Regions from separate parts of the Mus musculus genome. Here all the other regions are linked to region 2. The links are chromatin contacts, called in public Hi-C, HiCAR-type and HiChIP or PLAC-seq maps. All regions are on one chromosome and are shown on one strand. Each heading gives the region's core, a stretch centred on a gene start, on an enhancer-like site or on the middle of the called end of the contact. The rest is flanking DNA. Distances are from core to core; before and after follow the strand shown. Region 1 holds the start of B3gnt2 (UDP-GlcNAc:betaGal beta-1,3-N-acetylglucosaminyltransferase 2). Region 2 holds the start of Wdpcp (WD repeat containing planar cell polarity effector). Region 3 holds the start of Spred2 (sprouty-related EVH1 domain containing 2). Region 4 holds the start of Xpo1 (exportin 1). Region 5 holds the start of Actr2 (ARP2 actin-related protein 2). Region 6 has its middle 40 kb from the start of Gm40816. Region 7 holds the start of Zrsr1 (zinc finger (CCCH type), RNA binding motif and serine/arginine rich 1).

The links. A called contact is a pair of places that touch in the nucleus more often than the background predicts. HiCAR-type assays count read pairs that join an accessible place to other places. HiChIP or PLAC-seq counts read pairs in DNA pulled down with a chosen protein or histone mark.
Region 1: a HiCAR-type map of astrocytes shows a contact between it and region 2, with 6 times the contacts expected there. The contact joins the promoter of B3gnt2 here to the promoter of Wdpcp in region 2. A contact is called at or near these places in 8 of 39 promoter capture datasets (the C10 cell line, HPC-7-derived erythroid cells, embryonic stem cells and 3 more), 1 of 484 Hi-C or Micro-C datasets (muscle stem cells), 3 of 115 datasets of contacts at active chromatin or transcription factors (acute myeloid leukemia, astrocytes and bone marrow-derived dendritic cells) and 3 of 9 other capture datasets (adipose tissue, liver and macrophages).
Region 3: a contact with region 2 is called in an H3K27ac HiChIP or PLAC-seq map of thymic regulatory T cells, with 8 times the contacts expected there. The contact joins the promoter of Spred2 here to the promoter of Wdpcp in region 2. A contact is called at or near these places in 2 of 39 promoter capture datasets (the C10 cell line and pre-B cells), 3 of 484 Hi-C or Micro-C datasets (CD4 T cells and CD8 T cells), 3 of 115 datasets of contacts at active chromatin or transcription factors (astrocytes, extraembryonic endoderm stem cells and thymic regulatory T cells) and 1 of 9 other capture datasets (adipose tissue).
Region 4: a HiCAR-type map of astrocytes shows a contact between it and region 2, with 7 times the contacts expected there. The contact joins the promoter of Xpo1 here to the promoter of Wdpcp in region 2. A contact is called at or near these places in 3 of 39 promoter capture datasets (cranial neural crest, liver and pre-B cells), 4 of 484 Hi-C or Micro-C datasets (CD4 T cells, cerebral cortex, myocytes and 1 more) and 3 of 115 datasets of contacts at active chromatin or transcription factors (astrocytes, cardiomyocytes and microglia).
Region 5: a contact with region 2 is called in a Hi-C map of regulatory T cells, with 5 times the contacts expected there. The contact joins the promoter of Actr2 here to the promoter of Wdpcp in region 2. A contact is called at or near these places in 3 of 39 promoter capture datasets (the C10 cell line, hippocampal neurons and pre-B cells), 3 of 484 Hi-C or Micro-C datasets (CD4 T cells, centroblasts and regulatory T cells), 2 of 115 datasets of contacts at active chromatin or transcription factors (the 230-238 cell line and astrocytes) and 2 of 9 other capture datasets (adipose tissue and liver).
Region 6: a contact with region 2 is called in a Hi-C map of B cells, with 7 read pairs. The contact joins the enhancer-like site here to the promoter of Wdpcp in region 2. A contact is called at or near these places in 1 of 484 Hi-C or Micro-C datasets (B cells) and 1 of 115 datasets of contacts at active chromatin or transcription factors (bone marrow-derived macrophages).
Region 7: a HiCAR-type map of astrocytes shows a contact between it and region 2, with 6 times the contacts expected there. The contact joins the promoter of Zrsr1 here to the promoter of Wdpcp in region 2. A contact is called at or near these places in 10 of 39 promoter capture datasets (the 3T3-L1 cell line, the C10 cell line, the HPC-7 cell line and 6 more), 4 of 484 Hi-C or Micro-C datasets (adipose-derived mesenchymal stem cells, cardiomyocytes, myocytes and 1 more), 6 of 115 datasets of contacts at active chromatin or transcription factors (astrocytes, bone marrow-derived macrophages, forebrain and 3 more) and 4 of 9 other capture datasets (adipose tissue, liver, macrophages and 1 more).

The regions. Positions count from the first base shown.
Region 1 is chr11:22,858,019-22,861,841 of GRCm38.p6, reverse strand. B3gnt2 (UDP-GlcNAc:betaGal beta-1,3-N-acetylglucosaminyltransferase 2) reads left to right here and starts at 2,107. Exons shown (of 2, transcript NM_016888.5): 1 at 2,107-2,348.
Region 2 is chr11:21,570,983-21,575,037 of GRCm38.p6, reverse strand. Wdpcp (WD repeat containing planar cell polarity effector) reads right to left here and starts at 2,757. Exons shown (of 18, transcript NM_145425.3): 1 at 2,668-2,757. Mdh1 (malate dehydrogenase 1, NAD (soluble)) reads left to right here and starts at 3,104. Exons shown (of 9, transcript NM_008618.3): 1 at 3,104-3,308. The coding sequence starts at 3,306.
Region 3 is chr11:19,922,188-19,925,901 of GRCm38.p6, reverse strand. It overlaps Spred2 (sprouty-related EVH1 domain containing 2), which reads right to left and starts at 1,460. Exons shown (of 6, transcript NM_033523.4): 1 at 946-1,460. The coding sequence starts at 971.
Region 4 is chr11:23,253,524-23,257,404 of GRCm38.p6, reverse strand. It overlaps Xpo1 (exportin 1), which reads right to left and starts at 1,364. Exons shown (of 26, transcript NM_001035226.1): 1 at 1,245-1,364; 2 at 688-761.
Region 5 is chr11:20,110,918-20,114,666 of GRCm38.p6, reverse strand. It overlaps Actr2 (ARP2 actin-related protein 2), which reads left to right and starts at 1,716. Exons shown (of 9, transcript NM_146243.2): 1 at 1,716-1,862. The coding sequence starts at 1,815.
Region 6 is chr11:22,691,708-22,695,626 of GRCm38.p6, reverse strand. No RefSeq gene overlaps it. Among named protein-coding and RNA genes, the nearest start is that of Gm40816, 40 kb to the right of the region's middle. Within about 2 kb of position 2,071, at least 112 of the 459 cell types and tissues checked have an H3K27ac peak or open chromatin away from gene starts, as enhancers often do. A contact at or near this core is called in B cells and bone marrow-derived macrophages, where this site is marked.
Region 7 is chr11:22,969,467-22,973,312 of GRCm38.p6, reverse strand. It overlaps Zrsr1 (zinc finger (CCCH type), RNA binding motif and serine/arginine rich 1), which reads right to left and starts at 1,308. Exons shown (of 1, transcript NM_011663.3): 1 at 1-1,308. The coding sequence starts at 85. All of the region lies in intron 1 of Commd1 (COMM domain containing 1), which reads left to right.

The DNA of each region.
Region 1 (3,823 bases), core at 858-3,357, 1.3 Mb before region 2:
ACTTTTCCTGGACTCCTCAAAATGGTCCTACCTTCTTACAGTTCTTTTGGTCTATATCTTAATTGTAATGAAATAGTTTTAATTTATTTAATTATTAAGCACTTCTTTGGTCGTCTGCGCCTGGGTTGGACAGCACATTTGTTGAATGTATTATCTCTGCCTTTCGATGATGAATCCCTCATAACCTAAGAGTAAGCAGGACAGCTAAGTGGGTGTGGAATCCAACACTTGAGTTATTTCCCCAAAGTCACACTGGAAGCTGGATGGAACATTTCCAGCTGCACTCAATGGCACCAAGGAGAAAACGCCTTTAAAAAAAAAAAAGACAAAAACAAAACTACATGGCCTGGGCAGCTTTTGGCAGCTCTGAAAGACTCAAGCTTTCTTTCCCTGTTGCTTGCCAGCTGACTTTACTCAAAACTTCTTGCCTAGCAATCCTTGAAAGCATGTCTGTGGCTTCGGAGAGCCATTTAAGGGGGAAATACAATAACAAAATGCCCACCAAGAATCCAGCTTTGTCTCGTCACAACGTTTAAATATCAATACGGCAGTCTGCAGTTAATCAAGTACACAGACCTAACTTCTAATTTGCTTCTTTTATTGGCTTTCTGAATTATAAATATAATCGTGGGAAAAAATTCCTCAGAGTCAAGAAAAGCATACAATTTCTCTTCCTTTCTTGTTCAGAGTGACAGTGGTTAACAGTTTATGTGAACATATAAAAATCCAAGTTGTTGTTGTTGTTTGGGAACGTAGTGACAAACATAAGAACAGATCGGTCTGCAGATTGTCAATCTTAACATTTCCAGAACCACTGACTCAGAATTCCTTCTTGTGGATGACCGTACACACGTGGCTCTGCGCTCAACCCAAACAACTCGCACTTACTTCTTTCTGCGGCTGTAAGTAAGACTTCGTGGTCTTGGTCGAGCTGGCTGAAATTCAATCTCCAGCGCTCGAAAGTCAATGGCATCCCTTTGACTAACTCCATCTGACAGCCTTCTGAAAAAAAAAAAAAAAAAAAAAAAAAGCAAACAGGTGTAGAGTGTTAACTTCTCAGTGTGATTATCTCCAGAGGGTCGACCGAAGGCCTTAGCAATAAGAATGGAGGGGAGAGGAAGCAGCTTCCAAGCGCGTCCCAGGTTGTGGGGACCAGGCTCTAGGTTCGGTGTTGAGGGCGTGCCGACTCGGCCGGCCCACCCAGCTCTACAAACTAGAGCAACTTCTCCATCCGGTCTCCCCGGCTTTTTCCTGGGCCTCACCTTGGCACGTAGCGCTCTGGGGAGCCTGGGGAGGCGCTGGGTTGGGGGTGGGGGACCGTTCCGGGTCCCGCGTGATCCATGCTTGGGTGTGGTTGGTGCTCAGTCCAGCGGCATCACGGGGGTTCAGCGTTCAGATGTCTTGCTAAGCCCAACTTCTGAAGTCGCCGAGCGAACTCCGCACCCAGCGCCTCCCGCATCTTGCATTCTTGACTTCCTGAGACCCGAGTGGAACCACGTGGAGACCTCATCGTGTCTTTGATGGCTTCATAACCTGAAGGTCCGAAGAGGCCAGATAGGCACCACCCTCAGGCCTTGGGCATCTATCTAGGTGGCTGCCGCTACTATGTACGCTGAGAGCAAAGGTCAGGTGCACTTGGGTTTCCCTCTTCTCACCTCCCCTCGTGGATCCCGCTCACAAGCCACTCGGAGCCGTCTAGACTTAGCTACATGCCAGTGCTGGCTGGCAAATTCTCACCAAGCGCCACGCCCTGGTAGCTGAAGAGTTTACACTAGACCCTGGATCTCAGCAGGGTTTGGGACTCAAGTCTCAGCTGTTTTTCTGGGGGAGGCTACTTCCTGGCGGAGCGGGGGAGACTGTAATCTTTGGACACCGCGCGCTCCAGTGAAGCCTTAGGTTTTCTCAGTGCTACGAGGGGCGGAGAGCTCGGGAAGGGCCCGGGGGCGCAGTCCCAGCGGGACCTGGGCGCCAACTGGCGGGAGGGTTCGAGTTCGGCCTTTCCCAAACTTGGGCCACGGGGCGGGAGCGCGGCCTTCCCGGCGGTGACGCGCGCGGTGGCGCGGCGTGTGATTGGAGAATCGGGCGGGGGCGGGACCGAAGGGACGCGGCAGGGGGCGGCGGTGCCAGGAGCCGGGGCCGAGAGTAAGGCTCAGCGGCCGCCGCGGCAACAAGTGCTGGAGCTGAGGCGAGCCGGAGCCGCCCAGACCCCGCCGGGCCGCCCGTCCGCGCATTGCGCATGGAGCGAGAGCGGCGGCGGTCGCGGGGCTGAGCCGCAAGAGCGGCTGGGACGTGGATGCGGCCGCGGTCTTCCGCCCCGCCCCGCCGAGCTGGAGGTGTCCCTAGACAAGGTAGGGCCGGGTGGGTGGGCACCGGCCCTGCATCCCCGCCCCGCCGCGCTAGTTCCGGCCGGTGTGGGCGCCCCGCGCTCTCGCCGCTCTTCTGTGGCTCCTGCGTTGTCTGCGCATACGTTCCATCGGGTTCCCCTCACCGCTCCCAGTCTCACTTTCCTGGCCTCCGCACATCATTTCCCTGGCCTCCTCACCTCCCGGATATCCTCACCGGTCTCCGTTCTCCTGTCCGGCTTCCTCACCTCCTGGTCCTTCTCCCCTCCTTTACAGCCTCCTCACCTTCTCCCCAGTCTCCCGGCCTCCACCTCCTTCCTGACCTTCTCACCTGCTCGACCTCCGCTCTTCCTGCACCCACAGGGAGAGGGCAGCGACACCCTGAGCCGCGCTGTACCCCGCGCACGAGGTGCGGGCCTGGGCGGCGGGGGAGCGTCGCGGGCGGTGTTCTGCCCCGCCCGCGCACTGCGCTGGTCTAGGGTGCCGCAGGGGCAGATCAGGTGTTTGTGAGCCGCTGGCTGCCGCTTTTCACCCCCATCCGCTGGCACTGTTATCTTCGGGTCCCCAAAGACTGGTTTCTGTGAAACTTCAGGAGAACCTTTCGCGTTGACCTCTAAAAAATATTCCACGCCGCCCGCGTTGAATGATTAACTAGACTCAGGACTGCCTGGGGAGCTGGCCCTGCGACTGGCAGGTGGGCGCACCTGAGGGGCTGGGACCCTTCTGGGGACGTAACACCTAGCACCTGCTCAAATGCACTCGCCTAGGGTCCTCTGAGCTCCCGGGTCTTGTGTGGGAAGGAAGCTCTGAAGACTCCTCTCTAGTGTCATAGTGCGTGCGAGGTCATCTTGAAAAGTAATGCACACTTGGGTAACCTGGGCTGGCCCCATGTTCGCTCCTGCCCCAAATACAGGGTGGCTGGCCTTCGCTCCCCTGCCCACTGTGGTCTCCCAACTTGACTGCTTCAAACGATTAAACCTGTTCTTCTGCCCCCTCCGCTCCCCGCCAAGCCGTAGCTTTTTCCAGGTTTCGAAGCCAATGGGTGAAAATGGGCTTCGTGTTATTACAGGTTCTTCCAGGGTACTTCTTTGTGCCTCGGAAAGTGATGGGATGGTTAATGAGAGGGCCACTGGACCTGAGTGGAGCTAGGAGGGCGGGACCGGGGCCCAGCCGTAGCGCACTTCTGTGGGGTTTGGACCGCGCACTTGATAGGGGACCGGCTCAGGGGCAGGCCGGTCACTTCCCTCCTGTTCTAGTCCAACTTCTGTTTCTTTTGAATAGAGATTATGAAAGCTGATGGAACCCCGGGGAGTTTTTACGCCGGTCCTAGAGCTCTTTATACGGTTAGGTTTTAAGACCAAAGAAGTGTGCGGGAGCCCTGTAGAACTCGCCCGAATAATTTCCGGCCTTTGCAGTGTGTACAGATATGTTTATCAGCAGATCTGCTTGGAACTCCTTTCTCGGCGTAGAATACTGCTTTC
Region 2 (4,055 bases), core at 1,508-4,007:
TTTTGCAAAACATCCTTTCACCGGTGTCTGCTTAAAAAAAAAAAAAACACTCTTTCATGTGTTTGCCCAAGCAAAACACCATCTGACACAACTGATTTTCCAAAGAAACCATAAGTTTCCACTTCAAGATTCCTAAAGTCAATCTTGGGCCTCTACTCACACACACTTCCATACACACACACAAGGGGTCTCCAGACACACATGCACTCACACATATGCAAATATGCACACATATACCACATACACGGGAGAAGAAAAAGAAGAAATGAACTTAAGTCAAGAAAGAATCCAAAGTGGGAAACTGTAAGAAGAACTGGATGTTGGCTAGTAAAAAGCCCGGCTTAGGCAAGTTAAGAAAGCTAAGGGCATCTGTCTCCAACCTCCATTACTGGTACAATCTGAACCTGATCAGTTTTATAAACAAACACATCATGACTGAAGCATGGATTCTGTCAGACCACCACCAGAAGGGGTTTTTTTGGTGCATTTCTCTCTAGGGAGTCACTACAAATGGAGCTCAGCTACACATTGTAAGGCTAACCAATACATGTGTGTCATTAGTAAAGAATCCTTCAAAATGCAATGGTTGAGGCAAAAATTGGGCTTCTTGGCTTTGTGAGGCCCATTCCTGGTCAGTCAGCATTTCAGAAGTCATACAATGCCATAGGAAACCCAATAGAAAAAAAAAGGGGGGGTTCCCTGAAGATAATCTAACTCTGAGGATAAGCTCTGCTCTGGGTGATGACTTTCTCCTACCAGGGAGAGGAAAGGGTTTACTTCAGCTTACACTTCCATGACACACTTTACCACTAATGGAACCCAAGGCAGAAACTGAAGCAAAGACCATAGAAAAATTCTGCTTACTGATTTGTTCAGCTACCATATATTTGAACTCCTGTCTTGATTCCTTCAATGATGAACAATGACATAATGTGGACACATGAGCCAAAAAGACCCTTTCCTCCCTAAGTTACTGCAATAATAACCCTAAAACAGCCAGCAATAGTGGTGGCACACGCCTTTAATCCCAGAACTCGGGAGATTCTCTCCCTCTCAGTGACTCAAGTTTGTGTTAAACTGATGAAAACTAACCAGCCCACCAAAACAGAGCACATCTTTCAACAATTACTCACCAGACCACCATGTTACCATTAGGAATTACAGAGTTTTGTTTCATGCTACAGTGGTTCCTGAAAGGCAGTAACTAAAACTGCTATCCTAAAGTCCCAGAGCAGATTAGAACAATCACTATCAAATCAGCTCCAGCCCTTCTCTCTTCACTTGAAAATCCTGTAATCTCTCCCTCAACCATCAAGTGAAACTGGAGGCAAGTCATGCTATCTCTAGAGTGTGATATTTGCACATATGGTTGTTCAGTAGGAAGTACTATAAAGTAACAGAACTAATGCCTATTAGAAAACCAAGAAGAAACAGAAACTACAGAGACATGCCCTGGAATTTGAGAGTCCCTGACACAGAGGTAACATTTAGAAATGCAACCCACAAATGAACTAAATGTGGACAGAGACACAGGAAGCATTCCATTATAAAAAGATCAGTGCTCAAGAACAAAATTAAGGCATCAAATGAATAAAGTGATTCTAGGAGTCATTCAAGTACCCTACAGTCTATTGAAACCTAAATGCTATTGGACCCAGAAGTGGCTAGTTTTATGTCAACCAGACACAAGCTACAGTCAGTCTTAAGTTAAGAGGAATTCTCAATTGAAAAGAAAAATGCTTCCACCATAAAGATCGGGCTGTAGACAAGCCCATAGGGCATTTTCTTAATTACAGATTGATGGGGAAGAGCCCAGTCCTTTATGGGTGCTGCCATCTCTGGGCTGGTGGTCCTGGGTTCTATAAAGAAGCAGACTTAGCAAGCCATGAGGAACAAACCAATAAGCAGCACTCCTCCATGGTCTCTGCAACAGCTCATGCCCTCCATATTCCTACTTATTCTGAGTTCCTCGAATGATGGGCCAAAATGTGGAAGAGTAGGCCAAATAAATCCTTTCCCCTAACCTGCTTTTGGTCATGGTGTTTCATCGCAGAAATAGAAGCCCTGACTAAGGCATCATATTTCTCTCTCCAAATACTAAATCTTCCAAAAACAAAACTGAAGCCATCCACCATCCATTTAATAGTGACAGAAAATTCTGACGTTAGACCAAGAGCATATTCATTGGTCTGTTCCAAGGCACATGTTTTCGAATATCCGTACAACAAACGGAGAATACAGATTTCCCTTAACAACTTTCATTTTAAATGAAAGCCTCTTGAGATGTTTTAGCTGCTAACATTTCGCCTGAAACAATCAGTGTCTCCCAACTTCCCCTGGAAGTAACAGGTTTCCAAAAAGAGAATGAGCAAAAAGTGTCAATATTCACAGTCGGCAAAGAAAATTAGATCGGTACACCACAAGTAAACACAAGGAAGGGGCTCACTCCACAAACAAAACTTTCTGACTTTACTTTGGAAAAGTTACACTGACTCAAACTGCAAGACACTCTTCGTCCCTCCTGAAAACTGTGGCATCCACACGCTCCTGACACTAACAGGGGACTCCGGAGGTCGCCCACAACCACCGGCTTCGGATTCAGGATACGCGCATCAGTGCCGCACCCTGTTCTGACCCCCAGATAAAAACCCTCGGGGCCGAGCTCACCAGCCTGGGACGTGAGAACACAGCTCCACAAGCTCTTGGTCTGGAGAGCGCTCAGGTGAGGCTGCCTCGTCGCCTAGCAACGGTGAAGCTGCCCGTTCTTCCGCAAGCGTCAATTCCTCCCGCCTCTGAGAGAGTTTTTAAAAGGTTTTGTTTCCGGGTCGAGCGGGCTTTAAGCAACGGAAGGTCTCTTAGCCGCCCTTGTTTAGTCTTGGGGGAGGATAGATTCTCGGTGGAGCGACGTGTGCTGTCGCTCAGGGGTCGTTTCTCCTCCCTCGAGTTAACGCCTCCTCTCCTGCCAATTGCTGAGCGCCATCAGGCAGGCGCCTCACTCAAAGCACCAACCCTCTGCTCACAGACGCGCTCCAATCACCGAGGCTCAGCCCCGGGACTACTTTGCAGCGAGGCGCGTAGGAAGAAGGGGTTTGGGGGAATTGTAGTTTAGCACTGTCAGGAATGCACGAAGGTGGGCGCCAGAGGTCGCCGGAAGAACTACACTTCCCAGAAAGGGCCGTGTCTCCAGCCGAACCTTTGCGGGCCAGCCCCGCGTTCTCTCCCAGAGTCTGTTCCGCTGTAGAGGTGACCTGACTGCTGGAGACTGCCTTTTGCAGGTGCAGAGATCGGCCTTGCAGTTTGCAATAATGGTGAGTGTGGGCTCCTGGAACCTGCAGCAGCTCCGGCCTCTCGGCCTCCTCCTGCGCTTGATGCGCTTTTAAAAAGCAGTAATGCCGGGAGCTGTCCTCCGCGCGGTTTGCAAAATCTGACTCATTCTCACGACTGTCGCAGTAACCCAGATACTGGAAAGGGGTTCGCAAGGACTCTAGAGAAATCACTGTCCTTGGAAAGTCGGGTCTCAGTCCTTGCGCAGGAGGGACAAAATTTTCTCCGAAGGACCTTAAAGGATTTGTTGTGGGGGATGAGAATTATGGGAGGGGAAGAATTAGGTCCTAACACTATTTTGCCTCTTAAGCTCTTGGAAAGAATAGGCCTCTGATGTTGATTTACCGGTAGTGCTCCAGGTTATGATCCCAGTTTTCAGGAGACATGTTTCCACCATATTTGATTTAAAAGAAAACAAATGTTACTGAAAACCTATTCTTGATCTCCGTTTGTAATGACAGGACTAGCATCGCTAGTCAAACAGTGCCGATATTCTTTACTACTCTGTCATAAATTCTGAAGGCCTCCTTGCAGATGTAACGTAACCATCTTGTTGAAGCTCTAGATCTATCTTGTCCTCAGCGGGCGGAGGGGGGTGACGTGAAAGAGAGCTCTGACGTAGGACTAATCTTCATGCTGTTTGAAGGTGACATTTGCCACCAGACTGGAAATTGCTAAGTACTTTGAAATTTACATTTTAAAAATACGTGTTGTCCTTTAATATCAAGATG
Region 3 (3,714 bases), core at 211-2,710, 1.6 Mb after region 2:
GGGCACGGCTAGGACCCCTGGCTAAGTACCCGCTGGGGCCCACGGGCAGCCCCGCCCCCAGCTCCCCGAGAGGGAAACGCCTCGAACACTACTAGAGCGGAGATCCAAACCTAAGTGCGACTTAGGCGGGAAGCAGCTGCCACTTGGCCCAGAGACGGTGACAAGCCCGGGTCTCCCCGAGGGGCGAGCACAAGCACCTCTGACTAAGCACCGAGAGCTTTGTTCCCCTCGGGCCTGCGGGCCGGGCACACGCACGGGCACGCGCTCTCCCTCACATACATGCCAGGAGCGCGCTTCCCCGCACGCTCTCCCGCCCTCGCTGCACACGCTTCGGATCCGCCCCCAGTGCTGCCCCGACACCGCGGGGCGCGTGTGCCGGCCCACACGCGCGTGCACACACTCACGCGCGCCGGGACTCGGCAGGCTGCTCCCGCGCTCTGGCCGCTGCGAGGACCCGGGCGCACTGACCCTGTGCCGAGCCCGACTGGCCCTCCCCCAACTCCTCCGTGTTTTTATGAATGAAAATGTGGTATGCAAATGAGAGCGATTCAAGAAAACGAAATGGCGGAGCCCGGGCCCCAGAGGGCTCCGGAGAGGGCTATGGGAGGGCAGCAGTGCCAGGAGTCACAAAGTCACCATGCACACAGACCCATCGACCCCGGGATGCCCCGCGTGGAGGGCGTCAGAGCTTCCGCTCCCGCAGCCCGAGGACCGCCCCGAGGTCATTTGCGCGCCCTTGGCCCGGGCTGCGACCTGGACTTGCAGACCCCAGGCGGTTTCTGCCGTCTCCCCCAGCCAAGTCAAGAGCCTCGCGCATAGCCCCGACAGCTCAGCCAGCGGCTGCACCCCAGGCCAAGTTCCTCCGACGAGTCCCCTCCTGCGTCCTTGGCGGCGGCCCCCACACCACCCCTCCGGGCACCCGCGTCCCACCCGCGGCTAACTTACTCGTCCGGGTGTGTTTCTTCGGTCATTTTCTTGTTCACCTAGACGCCTGTCCCGCGGCATGCAGCCTGGCTCCCTTCATCTTCCTGTGCGCTCGCCCCCCTTCTTCACATCTCCGACATCTCCTGATTTGGTGGTGGAGGGGGGGAGCTAGAGATGAAGGGGGCGCCGAGGCAGGCGGGGAAATGGAGAGCCCCGAGATCAGGGCGAGGTCTGGGAAGGGGCACACCAGGCAGCGGACGCCGTGGGCCGGCCGGGCACGGCCCCGGGGCTCTGAGGGGGTGCAGAGGCGAGATTTGGGAAGGGGACCCGGAGGGGGAGAGCAGCAGAAAAACAAGCACGCTCCGGGCGGCGGGCGGGCAGTCGGCTGCGCTGGGGCCGGGCCGGGGTCGCCCCCGGGGACCGGGCCAATCAGGGTTCCGGGTAGTGCTCGGCGGCCGGGGGAGATGCGCCTGGGAGGCGGTGCAGGGCGCCCCGTCCGAGCCCCATCTCGCCACTCCACCGATTTACTCCATATTGGATTCTCAGCGCCGCCAACAGGAGGAGGAAGTAGGGCGGAAGCGATGACGTCTTCCCAGCGGCCAGAGGTGGTGGAGTGCAAAAAGCTTCCTACTTGCGACCAAAATAAAAGAGAGAGAGGAGAGAGAGAGGAAAAAAACACACTCACAAAACACTTTGTCCCGCCTACTGAGCGTGCCCCTCTTCTACTCCCCCTCCCGCTAGCTTCCAGTCAGGGAGGAGCCTCGGAACAGCATGGTTGGCACTGCGTTTGTCAGGATCCGAATCCTTGTCTCCGGTGCTCCGGGTTTTAGGAAGCCCAAGAGGGAGGAGGCGGGAGCCGAAGACAAGAGCACATCTGGCTCCCGTTTTGTCCCTCCCTCCTTCCAAACCTTCGGATTAAAAATCAAGGGGGGAGGTGGCGGAGGGCGGAGATGGGGAGGAGTTTAGATGTTGCCAGAGAGTTTGGGTTTGGAGAAACACTGCGGGGTGGGGGTTGGGGGCAGTGCAGGTGGCCTCCGCTGGCCTCCACACGATGGGATTACTGTCATGCAACACCATGCCCACCTAGAGCGGGCATATTTTTAAAAATATGTACGCAGAAAACAAAAGGCAAACAGCCATAAAACTTTGGCATTGCAGGCAGAGATGAAGTTTAAAGGTAACACCAAAGTAAATTATCCAGTCTGTGAATAACGTTTCTTGTCTCCAGCTCTTAGAAGTCTACTCTTAGTTTACTGGGTCACAGATTACTACCTTTGATGGGGTTTGGCCAAAGAGAGACCCAGGAACTCATTACTCCACCCCCGACCCGTCTTCCCTTCCCTTCCCTTCCCTTCCCTTCCCTTCCCTTCCCTTCCCTTCCCTTCCCTTCCCTTCCCTTCCCTTCCCTTCCCTTTCCTTCCCTTCCCTTCCTTTTTCTCTCTTTCTTTCTTTCTCTCTCTCTCTCTCTCTCTCTCTCTCTCTCCCTCTCTCTCTCCCTCCCTCCCTCCCTCCCTCCCTCCCCCCCCCTCTCTCTCTCTTTCTTTCCTTCCTTCTTTCTTTTTGAATGTGCGGGGGCAGAAGGAGGATGCATCCATGCATGTCAGCACCATTTGTGGGCAGAGAGGAGAGGCTGTTGGATCTCCTGGAACTGGTTGCTAGCCTCTGTGTAGGTCCTAGGAATTAAACCACAGTCTTATGGAAGATCTTAACTGCGAGCCATCTCTTCATACCTCTCTTTAAATTATTTTTCCTACCATGGCCTAGGACCTGCCTGAGGTTTTCTGAGAGGACCTATGCACCATCTAGACAACGAGCAGGATTGCACCCAGGGCTCAACTTGTGGATTTGCCTGGAATCTGAATTTGCGATATTAAAATCCATTTCAATTTTTGAAGGGGGCACCATGTTTTCACTTGACATGGATGACACCAATTACAGAGTCACTGGGTATTTCCTGAGGTCTTGCCATGGAATAAGGGACAGGGATTATGTCCTCAAGACTAATAGACATTTCTGTTCTCCTGAATATGCCATTAGAGACATTCCACTTAGATTTTAAATAGCTACGAAACAAACTGGGGGATGAAATATTTGCTTCAAAAATAGAAAATTGCTGGACTGGATAATCCCATTCTACGGAGGCTGGGGTAGGAGGATTGATAGTAGTTCAAGTCCAGCCTGGTCTACAAGTAGAATCCTAGGCTAGACATAGCTAGTAAGCAAAATCCAGTCTCAAACAAAACCACAAACAAAAAACAAACAAAACAAAAACAAAACAGCCGGGCATAGTGGATCATGTCCGTAATTCTAGTATTCTAGAAGCAAAAAGGTGGGTGGATCTCTGTGAGTTTGAGGCCAGTCTGGCCTATATAATGAGTTCCATGCCAACCAGACTACATGATTAAGACCCTGAATCAAAGTAGTGGTCGTGGTGATGATGATGATGATAATCAGCAACAACTAAAACAAAACCCATACACAAAACAAAAGTAGCCCTCTTAGAGGTCTGTGTGTATTGAGAGTTCCACGGGGGCTTGAAAAATAAGAGTTTCACCTTTGAGTCAAGTAGAAACCAGTGGTTTCATGCTTTCCACAACCATGATCTTTGTGGATACACATTGAGGTTCAACACTGGATTCTGAGTGCTCATGACAAGTAGTGGTAAGGACGCCAAACCTCGAGACCTGCATTTTGGTTTTCTCTTAGAAGACCTGAGGTCCTGACAGTGAGGTCTCTGTTAATTCTTCAACTTTTACAGGAATAAACAAAGCAAACCTTATCTTTCTTCAT
Region 4 (3,881 bases), core at 115-2,614, 1.7 Mb before region 2:
TCTCCTACACCGCAAACTCAAGAAACCAGAAGGAGGAGCAGGGAGGGCATCATTCACTGTCCACGGCCAGCAGTACACGGTTTCACCAAGACATATATGCCCCGGGCGAAAACAACCTACAACACGGAACCCCAACTGCAGGCCCCCGAAAAAAAGAAATTAACTCCTCTTTCCTACTTCTTGTTATACACACACTCACAAAACCAACAACAACAAAAATCACCCACAAGGCTTTCGAGTTTCTTCACATAAGAAGGGACTCGGTAGCCCCTCCCTCCCCCATCCCAAGCTCTCCACCGAGGGGGCCACGTGATGCAGGCGGACGTTTCAATGCTGCTGCACTAAATATTTCTGGAAACTTCCACTCCTAATAATTTACAGAGACGTTCCCGAAATCACCCCCGACTCTCCCCAGCCCTTTGGACTGGGGAAGCCCTTCCACCCACGCGCAGGGGCTCAGCCTCACTACCACGCTCCTCGCCTTCCTCCACCGCCACCCGCACACGAAGATGACCCAGCAAGCGCTCCCCTCCCGCGGCCGCCTCCCCACCTCCATCACCGAGCGACAGAAGCGCTTCCATTCAATCTCAGGCTCCGCCGAGGGCCCCGCGCCCGCCGCCCGCCTCGCCTCATGCCCGCCGCGCCGCCGCCGCCCGACCCTCGGCCCCGAGCACACGACCGACTTACCCAGAAATTCAACCAACTGCTTCTTCCTTCCTTGTCCGGGCTTGGGGCGAGGGAAGGTGGGGAGGAGGGAGAGGGGAGGAAATCAAGGTGGGTTTCACAGTTTTCCCACCTTAAACAAAAAAGAAATTAAAAAGCAGAGAAGGGCAAAAAAAAAAAAAAAAGCTCAGTATTTACTATTCTAGGGACAACTCCACCCAACACACACTCACGCACACACACGCGCGCACGCACACACACGCGCCCCACCAAAAAGGGGAATTAATCCGAGAAATAAATGCTCCCGCCCGGCTGGGGAGGGAAGGAAGGGGGAGGGGAGCGGGCCAGTCCGTGAGACAGAGCCCAGGACCCTCCAGCCACAGGCGGCGGCGGGAGCAGCAGCGCGAGTCCGTACGGCCGGGGCCGCTCTGCCGCCAGTTGCAGTCCGGCTCCCCCTACCACACAGGGCTCCCTCGCTCACGCCGCTCCGGCGCCGGGCCCCCCCACCCGAGCTAGCCTAAACTTTCCCCCCTTCGCGTGCTCCTCAGCGACTGGTGCCTCCCCCCTCCCCCTCGGGATGGTTGCACGACTGCTGCAGCAAAGGCTGGAACAGGCACGGCCGCCGGGGCTGTAGCTACTGTTGCTCTTGCTGATGCTGAAGCTCCCGCTGCTCCTGCCGCGGCCGCTGCAGCCGCTTCTCCCCCTCCTCCTAGTGCCTCAAACTCGGAACCGGTTGAAACCGGTTCAGACTGGGAGATTCCATCTCGGTTGAGTTTTCAGCCCATGGCGCCGCGGAGCGTTTGGAACCTGGGCCTCCGCCCCCAGGCCGCGCGCCCATTGGTCGGCCCCGGCCACAGCCGCGCCATCAGCCTACCTCTTATTGGTCGGAGCGCCCGTCAATCCCACCTCAAGGCTCCACACGAGCCTGCCGCTTAGGCCCCCGCCTCTTTCCAGCAGTGATTTGCCCGCAGAGTGGGGGAGGGGAGGCGGGGCGGGACGCAAAGGAGTGAGGGGGGGGTGGAGGAAGAGAAGGTGGGACGTCGAACAGAGCCCAGCAAAGAGGAGAGCGGAGAAGCCTCACAGAGGATTGGCTTGAGTGAGCTGTCAGTCAAGTGCAGCCCGCCTTCTACATCCCTTTCCCCTCGAGTGGCTCCCCCTCTCGGTCCCTCGCTTGTAAGCCCGGCCTTTCCGGCTCGCCCATTGGCTGGGCGCCTTTGGTGACGGAGAGGGTGGGGTTCGCCCGTGAGCAGAAGGCAGCGCGGGTTTGAGCGCCGCGCGCGTTGCTCGTCTTTCTGCTTTCCCCCCCTCCCCGTTCCCTGGCGGCCCGCCCCCTCGAGCTCCCGCCAACCTCAGGGGCCTCGTCCTGGGGCCCCAGCATCCGCCCTTAGGATGGGGTCTGTGCTCGGAAAAGGGAGGGCACACCCTGTTTCTACATGGAAATAGACGGCCGCGAAGGACCGAAAAGAACACATAGGTGCCGGATGGTAGGCCCTGGGCCTTGGATCCGTTGTAGAGGCCTGGGTTTGGGCACCGCATGGGAACGTGAATAGCACGGGCCGAGGTTGGCATAAACGGGCGTGCAGTTTGGGCGCCTGGAAACGGTTGTCTAGTTAGTTATTGGACGAGCCTCCTTAAAAATTTAACTCTCTACCGGGCAGAGGTGGCGCATGCCCTTAATCCCAGCACTTGGAAGGCAGAGACAGGGATTTCTGAGTTCGAGGCCAGCCTGGTCTACAGAGTGAGCTCGAGGACAGCCAGGGCTACACAGAGAAACCCTGTCTCGAAAAAAAACAACAACAAAAAATTAACTCTCCCCAGACTGCTTCAACAAGAAGTTATTTCTAAAAATTAGTCCTAACACATTGAAAATCCTGTTGCTAACTTAACAATGCGTATAGACAGATTTTGTGCCAACTTCTTTTAACTTGGTGCGTGCCCTTATTATGCCACGCCCCTAGGTTAACCCATGGCTCCCAAGTGCCAGGTCAGTTTTGCTGATTAGGGTTGCTTAAAACAACCAGCAGTTGGGTGGTGGTGACAGAGGCAGAGGCAGGCAGATCTCTTGAATTCAAACAAGCCTGGACTACAGAGCAAGCTCCAGGACAGCCAGAACTACAAAGAGAACCCTATCTGGGGGAAAAACAGCCAGCAGTCCACCAAAATCGACTGGTCTGTTGTGCCACAACATTTATTAAGTCAACACAGTTGACCTGGCATATTGCACAGGCCTGAACTCCCAGCACTTGGGAAGAAGTGACAGGAAGAATAGGAATGCAAGGCCATCCTCAGCTACAGAATAAATTCAGTGTCAGCTGGAGGCAGAAGATGCTATCCCTATACACAAAAACAAATATTCGGAACACAGATCTGACACTGCTTATACATTTTCATTACCTTCAACAGTTAAAAACAATCCTACCCCCAAGGATAGAGATATGGAAATGTAAATAAACTAAGTCGAATACCTGAATTCAATGGGTATGGAAGACCTTATGTGCAATGTTCTATTTAATTCTTTATAATCTCGTGAGGAATTTATTTTGTTTGTTTGTTTGGGTCAGGGGCTGCTTGGCACAGCTCCAGTGAGGAAATGAGAGCACCTTGTTGAGTTAATCCATCGGTTCCTTTTTCTTTTTTTGAGACAGTGACTTGGTGTATAGCCCTTGTTGGCTTAGAACTGGCAGAGACCATCCTGCCTCCGCCTCCCTAGTGCCACTGTATCCTGTGACTAAATAAATTGCAGGCTGACCTTAAATTCAAATTTTCCTCTGTTTGTCTCTAGTGCTGACTGGAATTACAGGTATATGGATGCCTTTCTGAAAAATAGCCTTTGTGGCTTGGCACAGTGGGACACACCCTTAGTAGAAAGACTGGGGAGGCAGAGGCAGGCAGATCTCTGTGAGTCAAAGGCCAGCCTGGTCTACATAGAGAGTTCCAAGCCAAACAGACCCTGTCTTAAAAACAAACAAACAAATCGTATTTTTCCAAGTGTGGTGGTTCATGCCTTTAGCTATGGCTTGCTGTGGTGGTTTGAATAGGTATGGCTCCAACATATTCATAGAATGCTTGTCCCATAGGAACAATTAGAAGGAATGGCCTTGTTGAAATGGGTATGCCCTTGTTGGAGGAACTGTGTCACTGTGGAAGCAGGCTTTGAGGTCTCCTAAGCTCAAGCTATGCCCAGTGTGGCACACAGTCTTTCTGATGCTTGCAGATCT
Region 5 (3,749 bases), core at 467-2,966, 1.5 Mb after region 2:
GGCGGTACCCACATTCTCAACTTCAAGTCATTGCAGTTTCTTTTTCCCAGAAAACAAAGGGGTTTGATGTTGCATTTCATAAACTAACTGAAGTTCTGGAGTTAGAGGATATAGAAATATAAAAGTACAGTTGTTACAAAGTAAATGCAGACTTCAAAGACAGAAAAAGCCACAACCCAAACCAAAATTTAAATGCTTGAAATTGGCATCATAAACAAGCTCTCTCCTGACTTGTATTGTGGCAGTCGGAATGCCCCCAGAAAACTGTGCCAAAGAGTTTAGAAAAAAAATGTACAATAAAAGCAAATACACTCGAAGCCGGGCGTGGTAGCGCACGCCTTTAATCCCAGCACTTGGGAGGCAGAGGCAGGCGGATTTCTGAGTTCGAGGCCAGCCTGGTCTACAAAGTGAGTTCCAGGACAGCCAGGGCTATACAGAGAAACCCTGTCTCGAAAAACAAAAAAAAACCAACCAAACAAACAAAAGCAAACAAACAAAAAAGAATAAGTTTCTGTTTCTTAGGTCTGATGTAAACTGCAAAACAAGTTTTCAGCCTAGCTAAACTTGGGATTCACATGACATATACTCTGACCCTTGACTCTTCCCTTTCACTGTATCTAACAATTCGCTCACATCTCGCCCATAAAACGGACCTCAAGCGACCGGCAGCGGTGAGACAGGTGGTTGGCCAGTCCTGGTGTACCCCAAAATTGCTCCAATTGGACAATCATGGATTTGGTCTTTTTAACTTAATATTCTTAGTTTTAACACAAGGATAGACAATGCGACCCTGTCTCAGAAAACAAAACTAAACTAAAATTAAAGGAAAGAGTTTTGTTCTTTGTTTTCGAGAAAGGGTTTCTTTGTTGTAGCCTTGGCTGTCTTAGAACTAGCTCTGTAAATAGACCAGGCTGGCCAGGAATTCACAGAAATCCAACTGCCTCTACTTGTGTGCTGGGATTGAAAGCAAGTTCACCACTATGCGCTAAGTGAAAGCATTATCTTTCTTTTTTGACAGGGTTTCACTTTATAGCTCTGGCTGACCTGAAACTTGCTATGTAGACCAGGCTGGCCTCCAACTTAGAAATCCGTCTGCTTCTGCCTCCCAAGTGCTGGGATTAAAGGCGAACGCCAACAGTGCCCGGGTGCATATTCAATTTCTTAAAGAGGTGCGTGTAACACTTGTCCCTGTTTCCAAGGGAGGTTACAGAGGACCTCAATTTTAAAGTCTGCATTTGGCAACATGGTGAGTTCCTGTTTGAGAAAATCAAAGAGGGAAGTGGTGAAGCAGAAAGAAACGAAAGCATCCCGCCAGGCTCCTAGGGCTGCATGCAACTGGAGGTGTGGAATAAACCGGAGGTTTGAAACTTGTAGGTGTATCCACCCAGGCCTAGGAGCAATGACACATCATGCCTCGGGACCTCCAGGTGGCTTTCGGTCTTCCTAGCCGGCTGCTCCACCCTTCTCCACTGCCGTCCCGCCACACACCCTCCGGCCTTCACCTGCCTGCCTCCTGTACAGCCGGCCCGGCCGCGCCCTAGGTCCCGAGACAACTTGGTCAGAGCCGCCGCCCCACCAGCCAAGCGCAGCCCCGGAAGCAGAACGAGGCGAGAGGGCGCGCCCGGGTCCGCGCCGGACAGCTCTCATTGGCCTTCTCGGCTGCCAGTCCCCGCTCTTCTTTTCTCTCTCTGCACCGCCCTCTTGGAACGGCTGCCGGGCGGGGACTTCCGGTTTGGGCGGAGCGGCGGGCCGAGGGCGGGGCCGTGTGGAGGAGGAAGCAGGCCAGGCCGGGCGGCGGCTCACCAGGACGAACCATGGACAGCCAGGGCAGGAAGGTGGTGGTGTGCGACAACGGCACTGGGGTAAGGCCCGGCGGGGCGGCCGCGTGTGTGTGCGGGGTGCGCGCGGGCCCCTCGGCTGCGCGGCTGGGCTTCGGGGGCGCGGGCAGGCGCGCGGGCGGGCGAGCTCTCGGGGGGCGCCGGCCGGCCCGGAGCCGGTGGCCCGGAGCTAGGCTACCCGCGCTGCACCCGAAGGCGGCGGAACCTGTCCCCGCGCGCTCGCAAGCATCCGCCGGCGTGCCGAGAGATGGGTCTAGACGGTGAGAGGCCCTGTCCCTCGGTGGCGAGGAGGTCTCCATTTCCGAGGCTCGCCTGTGTTCGTCCATACAAGACCTAGCGGCCTTCCTCTTCCTGTGTAGCGAAAGATGCCGAATGCGAGGCAGGAAACGGGTTCCGCAGAGAAAAGAGGAAGTGCTGTCAGGCCCCGGGCCGCGGCTGGAGTCTGCCCCGGGAGAGCGTGTGGGCTGTCCTTGTCGTCTGTGGTTTTGAGAGAGGGGGATGGTCAGCAGCTCCTGCTTCACCTCTTGCTTTGCATGCCGCCCTATTATAGACCTAGGACCTCTCAAGTAAATTCTAGTGGGAAGTTGGATCATTTCTGGTTCCTCCTCTGCTTCATTTTTTTTTTCTGTTAAGTACAGGATAGACACGTTAGTCTTGAAGATGCTAAAAATGTCAAAATAAGCCTAAAGTTCTGATTCAGAAAACTCGTTGCAACTGGTTTCTTTCTATCCCCAGTTAAAAGGGTGGAGCATCAAAGTTCCAGTTTTGAAGATGCAACTGTTTCTGACTCCTTTAGCGATTTGCAACATTTTGTGACTTTTCTCCTCTCTGCCACAGAGACGACACACAAATTAAAATAGATTTTACTTGAATTACACCTTTGAAGCCAGATTGTTGAAAGGGGAAGGAGCTGGTATTCACTGCCATTATAGTGCCCTTGGTTGAATTTGTTACAAACTTTGACAATTATTGTACTAGCTTCATTTAAGCTAAATCTGGGCTAGAATAGGATAGGTAACAATACAAAGGGACATCCATACCACTGCTGTGGTAACAGCCCTAAGATTCAGTAACTTAAAGGTTTTTAAGCAACCCCATTTATGTGCTCATTAGAGATATTTATATTTGCAGACTTCATGAAGGGATACATAAAATGCATCTCATTTTTTGAGATAAAGGATAAAGCAGTGAGGGAAATGGTACAATTTTATAAAGCTTCTAAATTATCAGGAAAAAGGTTTTTAAAGCAAAGCCTGTATTGTTACACTATATTTAAGCTAAATTATAAATGCTAAACTTTTCAGAAATTCTTATAAAAGTACTTATTAAAAAAAAAAAGTATCTTACTACCAAAGAGACGTCTCAGCAGTTAGGAGCACTGGTTGTTCTTGCTGAGAACCCAAGTTTGATGCCTAACATCTGTGTGGCAGCTCACAGCTATTCTGTAATTCTAGTTCAAGTGTATTCAGTGCTCTTTTCTGGCCTCTGTGGGTACTAGGCATACATGTGATACATATACAAACACTCAAGTAAACAGACATAACACTTAAAGTAACAGTGTCTTAAAAGTGTTTTAAAAAGGGCTGAAGTGATGGCATACATCTTTTATGCCAACACTTGGGAGGCAGAAACCGGCAAATCCCCATGGCTACATAGGGAGACTCCATCCATTTTTATTTTTTTTTTTTTAAATCTGTTTCTTAGGATAAAAAGATCAGCTACTATGGCATAAGTGAAAGGAGATGATTTTAAAAAAAGTTTTATGCCAGGTGTGGTGGCGCGCCCCTTTAATTCCAGCACTTGGGAGGCAGAGGCAGGCGGATTTCTGAGTTCGAGGCCAGCCTGATCTACAAAGTGAGTTCCAGGACAGCCAAGGATACACAGAGAAAAAAGTTTTATATCTATTTTTGT
Region 6 (3,919 bases), core at 822-3,321, 1.1 Mb before region 2:
CGTGGATTGCCTTGGAGACCCCAAGATGTGAGATACATGCTAGGAAAACTGCTAACAGTCCAAGAGACAGAGGAGTGTGTTGCAGTCAACAAAACTGAGAGGAGTTGGAAAGCTGAAGAGGGCTTTGACATCAGACATGGAGATGCAGTTTGGAGTTTGCCCAGCTGGGTCTTGGTCTTGCTTTGTCCAGCATTTCCTCAGTATACTTCCTTTTTTCCCTTTTGGAACCATGATGCATATCCTGTGATATTGTTTGTTTAAAGTATGTGGTATTTTTTTAAAAGGGGGAATTACAGTGAAGAGACTGCCTGAGTCTCAGGAGAGACTTTGCTGAACTTTGGATTTAACAGTGCTGATGCTGTGATAGACTGTGGCTGGGAACTTTGAAGTTGGACTGAACGTGGTTTTGCGTTATGATATGCTACAAGGCTGCATAAGGGTGAGGCAAGCAAACACCAGCTCTCCAGCAGGGGTGCAAGGTCATGGCCGACTGAGCATGGAACCTTCAGGAACCTTCCTAAATTTAAACTCTATTCCCCCGCCCCACCCCCCACTTCTGCAGTGCTTCTCTCTGTGAGCCCTGTCCATAGTGGGAAGGTTATTTTTGCCCCAGATAACCCCCAACAGACATGCAACTTTTGGTCTTTTGCCCAGGAATGTGGTTTCTGACACAGTCTTTGTAGAAGAGGAGGATACTGGACCCACCTTTTCAGCTCTGACTCTACATAACAGAGTACATTCATCTCAGGAGGCCAGAGAGATGCCTCTGGGAGACGGGAACCTTGTGCCCTAGCCTGCCGTGCCAGTAGAGTCTTCCCAGGACTAGAAGGATCCCGTGCTGAGCAGAAGGCTGGAACACCGTGCTGTCATGAGTGGAGCCCTCTGGCCTGGCACTTGTGGCCTCCCTTTCCTGCCTTCTTCACAGAATGTGAGAGGTCCTCAGAGATGTCTAGAAGCTTTAAGTCTTCCAAAGACACAGAATTGGATGATACAGAAAAGTTTAGCCATGCAATTCTTGAAACTGACCAAACCATGCAGATACAATCTGTTTTTTTTTTTTTTTTAATTCATTTGCTTGGTATGTAAAAGTCACATTGTGTGTCTATTTGGTTAAAGAGATGTAGAAAAGGTGCTTTTAAAATTTATTTTTTGAGTTGCTTAACATCTTTATTTTTTACAATGAACATGTTAGTTATATAATCAGAATTGCTATAATACATATATACATATCTAAGGATATATATACACATATATAGGTAAAATATATACACATATATACATATCTAAAGGAATATTAAATGAATAATAATGCAACAATTATATATTTGTCAATATCTTGACCAAAGTTAGGACACTTAACTCAGATACTGATGTCTTGTGGGATGCAGGTGCTTATATTTGGGAACCTGTGAGGAATGGGGTGAAGCCTGCTGCGCCCCCACATGGGGAAGCAGGAGAACTAACCTCATGTCCTGGGAAACTCTGGCAGTGCCCTCGGAGACAGGCCCTTGTAATTTTAGTCTTGTCCAGAAGGTTCCATTTTAGAGTCTGAGGTTTCTTTCTTTTAAACTGGGGTCATCCAATGAGCTTTGCTTAGTTTCTGTGGCATGAGGTCTTTGTGCTGTTGTGTATCCCTGACCCAGGTTGGGTAGGCAACACAGAAGGAACATCCTAGGATCTTGATGTCTCTGATTTGGGAGAGCTACAACTGAGCTGACATCCTCTCTCAGTGGACCATTGCTAGGTACCAAGTTCATGGTGCTGACTTTCCCACAGGGAGGCCGTAATTGGACAGAAGTCCTGGTGGAAAGGAGTCCTGATGTGTAGGAACCCTGGGCTCACTGTCTTCAGAAGACTTTCCCAAATCATACTCAAGTTACCTACTAACTGTAGTAGGGCCAGCCATCACTAGCAAAATTCATTTCTTTCCTTAGGGGCTGATTCACCCGCCATTCTTCACACTTTGATTCCTGTCTTGGTTGTCTGATGTGGTGCAGCAGTAGATTGGGCAACAACGTGTACCCATCATGCAGTGCTAGGGGCACAGTTCCTAAGAAGTGAGTCTGTGGTTAGGCAGTTATGAAGAGGGATATACAGAGGATCAGGCTGCCACAGCATAGGCAGAGCAGGGGTGGTGTGTGGGGGTCAGAGGCAAGTGGGAAACATTTGACTCAGACACAAGGAAACCAATTCTAGGTGACAAGAGGTAGATAAGTGGAGGGACAGTGAGCTCTGCTGAGACAGTCCTTACCTTTCATCCCTAAGGTAGCTGGAGAAGAAAGCACAGAATTGGACAGTTGCCAGACTCAGATCCTGGAGGCTCTTCCAGAACAGGGCATCTCAGTTGAGTACAATTCTGCCCTCTAGGGACATCCAGCAGAGTGTCATAAGGCTGTGTGGGGTCTGGGTGAGTCACTCTAAGGAAATAAAGTCTCAGCAATGCACAGGAAAGCCCTTGACCACAAAGGACGACCTGGCTCAGAGCATTGTCAGAGTTGAGGTTGAAAAACCCTCTTCTGAGACTTTCTTTTTTCCCTTTTCTAAAGCATGGGGGAATCATGAAGGGGCTTTACCCAGGAGAGTGTTGGGTTAGTGTTATATTTATAACCAAGTGTAGCTCCTCTGAGAAAGTTCTGTGGCTCAGCTGTGGTGTTTACAGTCATTTTCTTTCATGGTTCCAAAGCTGTGCTTCAGATGGGAGTTTCCAGCTATGATATTGCCACCCTAGTATTTACCCTTTGGCTGGCCTTATCGGGTCATCTCCCCAGGGCAGAGACCCGATTCAGAGCTAAGCAGCACAAGGGCTTTTTTTCTGAGCTACACAACAAAAGTCACCACACTAGGGCTTGGTAACTATTTCAGCATCTGAAATAGCAGGCAGAAAAATACCTTGGAGATGTCCATGATGCTAATCTCCCAGATCTGTGAATATGTCATGTTACACGCAAAGGAGGCTTTTGCAGATGTGATTAGTTATGGATTTTGAGATGTGAGAAGATTATACTGGATTACATGAGCAAACTCAGTGTCAACAAAAAGGTTCTTAGGAGAGGAAAGCAGGCTCACGCATGAGCAGAAGGGGGTGGGCACGCTGTAGGGTTGGGGTTGGGTCAGATTCAGATGATGGAAACAGGCCAGAGACAGATCGGAAAATGATATGTTGACAACTTTGAAGATGGAGGAACTGTCACTGTCACCCTGTGTTGACACCTGGCCATAGAAACTGGATTCTAAAAAGAGATGTTTGTGACCCTTCCTTCTACTTTCAAACTATTAAACCAGTTGACCACAAAGAATTAAAATTTCTCTACACTAGTAAAAGAGTTACAGCTCTTGGGTCAGGCAGGGGAAAGACTTGCCTCACATGAGGGGATTCCACACAATTCCTAGGCAAAGCTCACAGCTAACTTAGCATTAGTACATTTATAGATTTTATTTAGTCTTTTCTCTAAAATTATAACATGTACCAGAAAGGCAGGGAGAGACCAGGAGTCTGTCTACTGTTTGGACAAAGTGTAAATAAGTTCTTGTGATTATTATTTATTAATTTCCATTTTTTAAATTTATTCTGAAATGCAGAAAACTTTTGGGCTAGAGAAATGGCTCGTTGATAAAGAGTATTGGATGCTTTTTCTAGAGTACTGGGGTTCGATTCCCAGCACCTACACCATGACTCACAAACACCTAGAACTCTAGTTCCAGGGAACCTGACACCATCTTCAGGCCTCTGTGGGTACTAGGCATGCACATGGTACAAAGACATGCATGCAGACAAAACAATTAAACATAAAAAAATAGGTTAAGTAATTTTAAAAATTAAAATGCATAAATGTGTGCAATAGGTTTGTGAATCTAATTGCTCTGTCATAGGGCCCAAGTTATGAGATAATAAATCTATATAGTGCTAACCTCTGGCCAA
Region 7 (3,846 bases), core at 59-2,558, 1.4 Mb before region 2:
GTTTCTTGCGTTTCTCCTTCTTCATTGCCGCCTTGTATTGTTTTCGGCTGAGTTTCTCAGGAATCGCGGTCTGCCGTGATGCCATTTTACCGCAGAGCGGGGGGGGGGGGGGGGGGGGGGGGGGGGGGGGGGGGGGCTCTTCCCGGATCTCGCGATAATCTCTTTTTCTCACGCTGTGGATTGAAAATGTCGCCCGCTGCTAAGTTGTTCTGCTGTTTAATGTTCGTTACCTTCCTGGACAGCAACTTCAGGGTGGCACCATTCAGCCCAGTTGACTTTCCTTTCCACCAGCCTAGAAAGCTTGAACCAGCTGAGTCACCGGCGTGTTTGCGCAATGCAGCAACCAGTAGTTGAATGTGCGCATGCGCAGTCGAAGGCCAGTGTTTGCGTTGGAATGTGGGCTGTACCGCCTACCTGCGCAGTCACTCGGTTATCCGCAGTACGTAGGCCTGCCTGCGCAGTTATCCGGTTATCCGTGGTACTGCCAGCCTGCGCAATTACCCGGTTATCCAGTTACCCGTGATAAAGCCTATCCGTGCAGTTACCCGGTTGTCCGGTTATCCGTGGCACAGCCTGCCTGCGCAGTGACCCGATTATCCAGTTATCCCACGCAGTTACCCACTTATCCGTGGTAGGCCTGCGCAGTTACCCAGTTTTCGGAGGTACGGATGGTCTGCGCAGTTACCCGATTATCCAGTTATCCGCAGTACGGCCTGCCTGGGCAGTCACCCGGTTATCCGTTTATCCGCAGTACATAGGCCTGCCCATGCAGTTACCCGGCCGGGCCGGTATGGCCGGCTTGCGCAGTTATCCGTCTATCCAGTTATCCGTGGTATGGCCTGCCTGCGCAGTTACCCAATTATCTGTGGGGCGGCCGCAGTTACCAATTATCCGCGATTATCCGTGGTACAGCCAGCCTGCGCAGTTACCTGGCTATCCGCAGTACGGCCTGCCTGCGCAGTTACCCAGGTATCCGTGGTTATCTGTGGTACGGCCAGCCTATGCAGTTACTGGTTATGCATGGCACAGCTGGCCTGTGCAGTTACCCGGTTATCCGCTTTAAGGCCAGCCTCCGTGGCATGGCCGGCCTGCGCAGTTACCTGGTTATCCGTAGTATGATCAGCCTACGTAGTTACCCGGTTATCCATGGTACAGCTGGAACAGTGGTTATCTGCCTTACCGACCGGCCTGCGCAGTTGCGGGTGGTTATCTGCAGTACGGTCCGCCTGCGCAGTCATCCAGGTATCTGCAGTTATCCGCAGTATGTCTGATCTGCGCAGTTACCCTGTAATCTGCAGTTACGTCTTTACTCCGGGAAAGGCAGGCCTGCGCAGTACGATTTACTGCTTTTTTTGTCTCCGCCCCCTGCAGTGGGAGTGCTCCTGCAGTAAGAATGCTCAGCCCTGAGCCGGGGCAGGCTTGTCTCACTGCAGGGCACCCCTCCATGCCGGTGCTGGCAGCTCACCTTCCCGGGCTTGTTTATGTGGGTGCTGGGAATAGAAATTAAGTTCTTATATTTGTTTGTCAAGGGCTTTACCAGGTAAACCGTTTTTCTGGCTTCAGCTCCTCACTCTTGTGGAAAGTAAGGGGTTTTGGTTTTGTTGTTGTTTTGTTTTTTAAATATTGAATGTGGGCCTGGTGTGGTGTCGCACGCCTTTAATCCCAGCACTCGGGAGGCAAAGGCAGGCGGATTTCTGAGTTCGAGGCCAGCCTGGTCTACAGTGTGAGTTCCAGGACAGCCAGGGCTACACAGAGAAACCCTGTCTCGAAAAACCAAGGGAATAAAAAATTGAATGTGTTTTGTTTTTTGCAAACACATTCCTTTCATTTGTTCTGTAATGTAGTTTTGTGGGGTATTCACCAGAGAAGACTGCTCAGACAAGTGTTTAAGCCAAGAAAAAAATCTTTTATTTTTGTTTGTTTGTTTGTTTGTTTTTTCAGAGACAAGGGTTTTACTGTGTAGCTGTGGCTGTCCTGGAACTTGCTCTGTAGACTAGACTGGCCTTGCATCATGCTATGTTTAGGTATGATCCCCATAGGCTCTTATGCTTGCACAAGCCTATAGGGGCCAGGGAGTAGAATGTGATGGTTTGTATAGGGAGTGGCACTGTTAGAAGCTGTGGCCTTGCTGGAGTAAGTGTGTCATTGGCTTTAAGACCCACATCCTAGATGCCTGGAAGCTAGTCTTCTAGCAGCTTTCAGATGAAGATGTCAGACTCTCAGCTCTTCCTGCACCATGCCTGTGTGCTACCGTGTTCCTGCCTTGATGGTAATGGACTGAACCTCTGAATCTGTAAGCCAGCCCTAGTTAAATGTTGTCCTTTATAAGACTTGCCTTGGTCATGGTGTCTATTCACAGCAGTAAAACCCTAACTAAGAAGAAAGCTCTGCCTGCCTCTGTGTCACAAGAAAGAAGGTAGATACCTGTGTATAGCAAAAGTTATATTTTATGCTGAGGGTCATCATACAAGGTTCACACTTTAAATTTCTAAATATGGTCCTAAGTCTTTATCCCCAAGGTGCTCACCTGTGTGATGTATCTTAGCTGGAGGTCAGGTCCAGTCTTACAGAAGTCTCTGATTTGAGGGTCAGGATCCTGGGGAGACTGTCCAGCCACAGGGTTCATCTAGGAGGTATCACTCCAGATATGCAGAGCAGTCCGCATCATGGGGTTTATACCTGTATCAGGTTCTCTTGAGTGTGTGAAGTTGCTGGGTTCTGGGTATCAGACACAGTGTTGGCTGTAGTGGAGGTCCTGACTAAGCTATTTTTACATGTGTAAAGACTTTTAAAAAAATACTATACTGATTACACTGCTTCCTGAGTGCCGGGATTAAAGGGCTACAATGCTGTCACTCAGCTAGAAAATCTTTATTAGGCTGCTGGTACTACACTGTGTGTTTGGGACTGCAGTGCAACACTGAGCCTTTCTCAGGGTGACCTTTTAAGCACCAAAACCATATCCTAGGTTGACATATTTCAGTTAACAAGAACATCTAGCCAGAAGCAGAACTAGTCAGAAGCAAGGTCAGTTCATTTAGAATCTTTCCCATAGCTTATGGGCTTTAACTGATTAAATCTTTGTTTTAATTTTTGGCAGGTGGTGCTGTCTGTGTGCTGAGTTTTATGGCCTGAATGGCACTTCCATCATGGAGTCAGTTGTGTTAAGGTCTGGGTCCCTCTTATAGAGAAAGATTTTACTCTTACAATATGGTTTGGATAATGTAATTAAACATTAGTAAAAATAGATTTAAAGAGTACCCCCCCACACACAAGAAAATTAAACAAATCCAGGCAGTGGTGGTGAACACCTTTAATCCCAGCACTCAGGAGGCAGAGGTAGGCAGATCTCTGAGTTTGAGGCCAGTATGGTCTGTAAAAGTGTCCGAACAGCCAGGCTATACAGAGAAACTGTGTCTCTAAAAACAAACAAACAAACAAACAAAAAAAAACCTGTGAGTTAATTACTTGGGATACAGTCTCAGTCTTTAATATAGATTGGCCTGGGACTCCACGGGTAGCCCAGGTAGGATGTGAACTTGCAGCAACTATCTTGCACGAGTCTCTTGGCATGACACAGTCCTGAGGTAAAATATGGGCGTACGTTTAGGTTTTAGCTGTAATTTTATTTTTCTACTGTAGGCGGCAGTAGAATATTGGTTTGCTAATAGCTGCAGGACTGCATAAAGATGTCTAAATGTTTCCTTATTCTGGAATGTTCGAGGCAGAAAATACTTTTGCTGGCTATTCAACAGTAATAATTTTGTGTATAAAAACATCTAAACATTTGGCTTGGCATTTTGAAATTAAAATTATTTTTAATAAAAAATTTGTTTCAATGGGTCT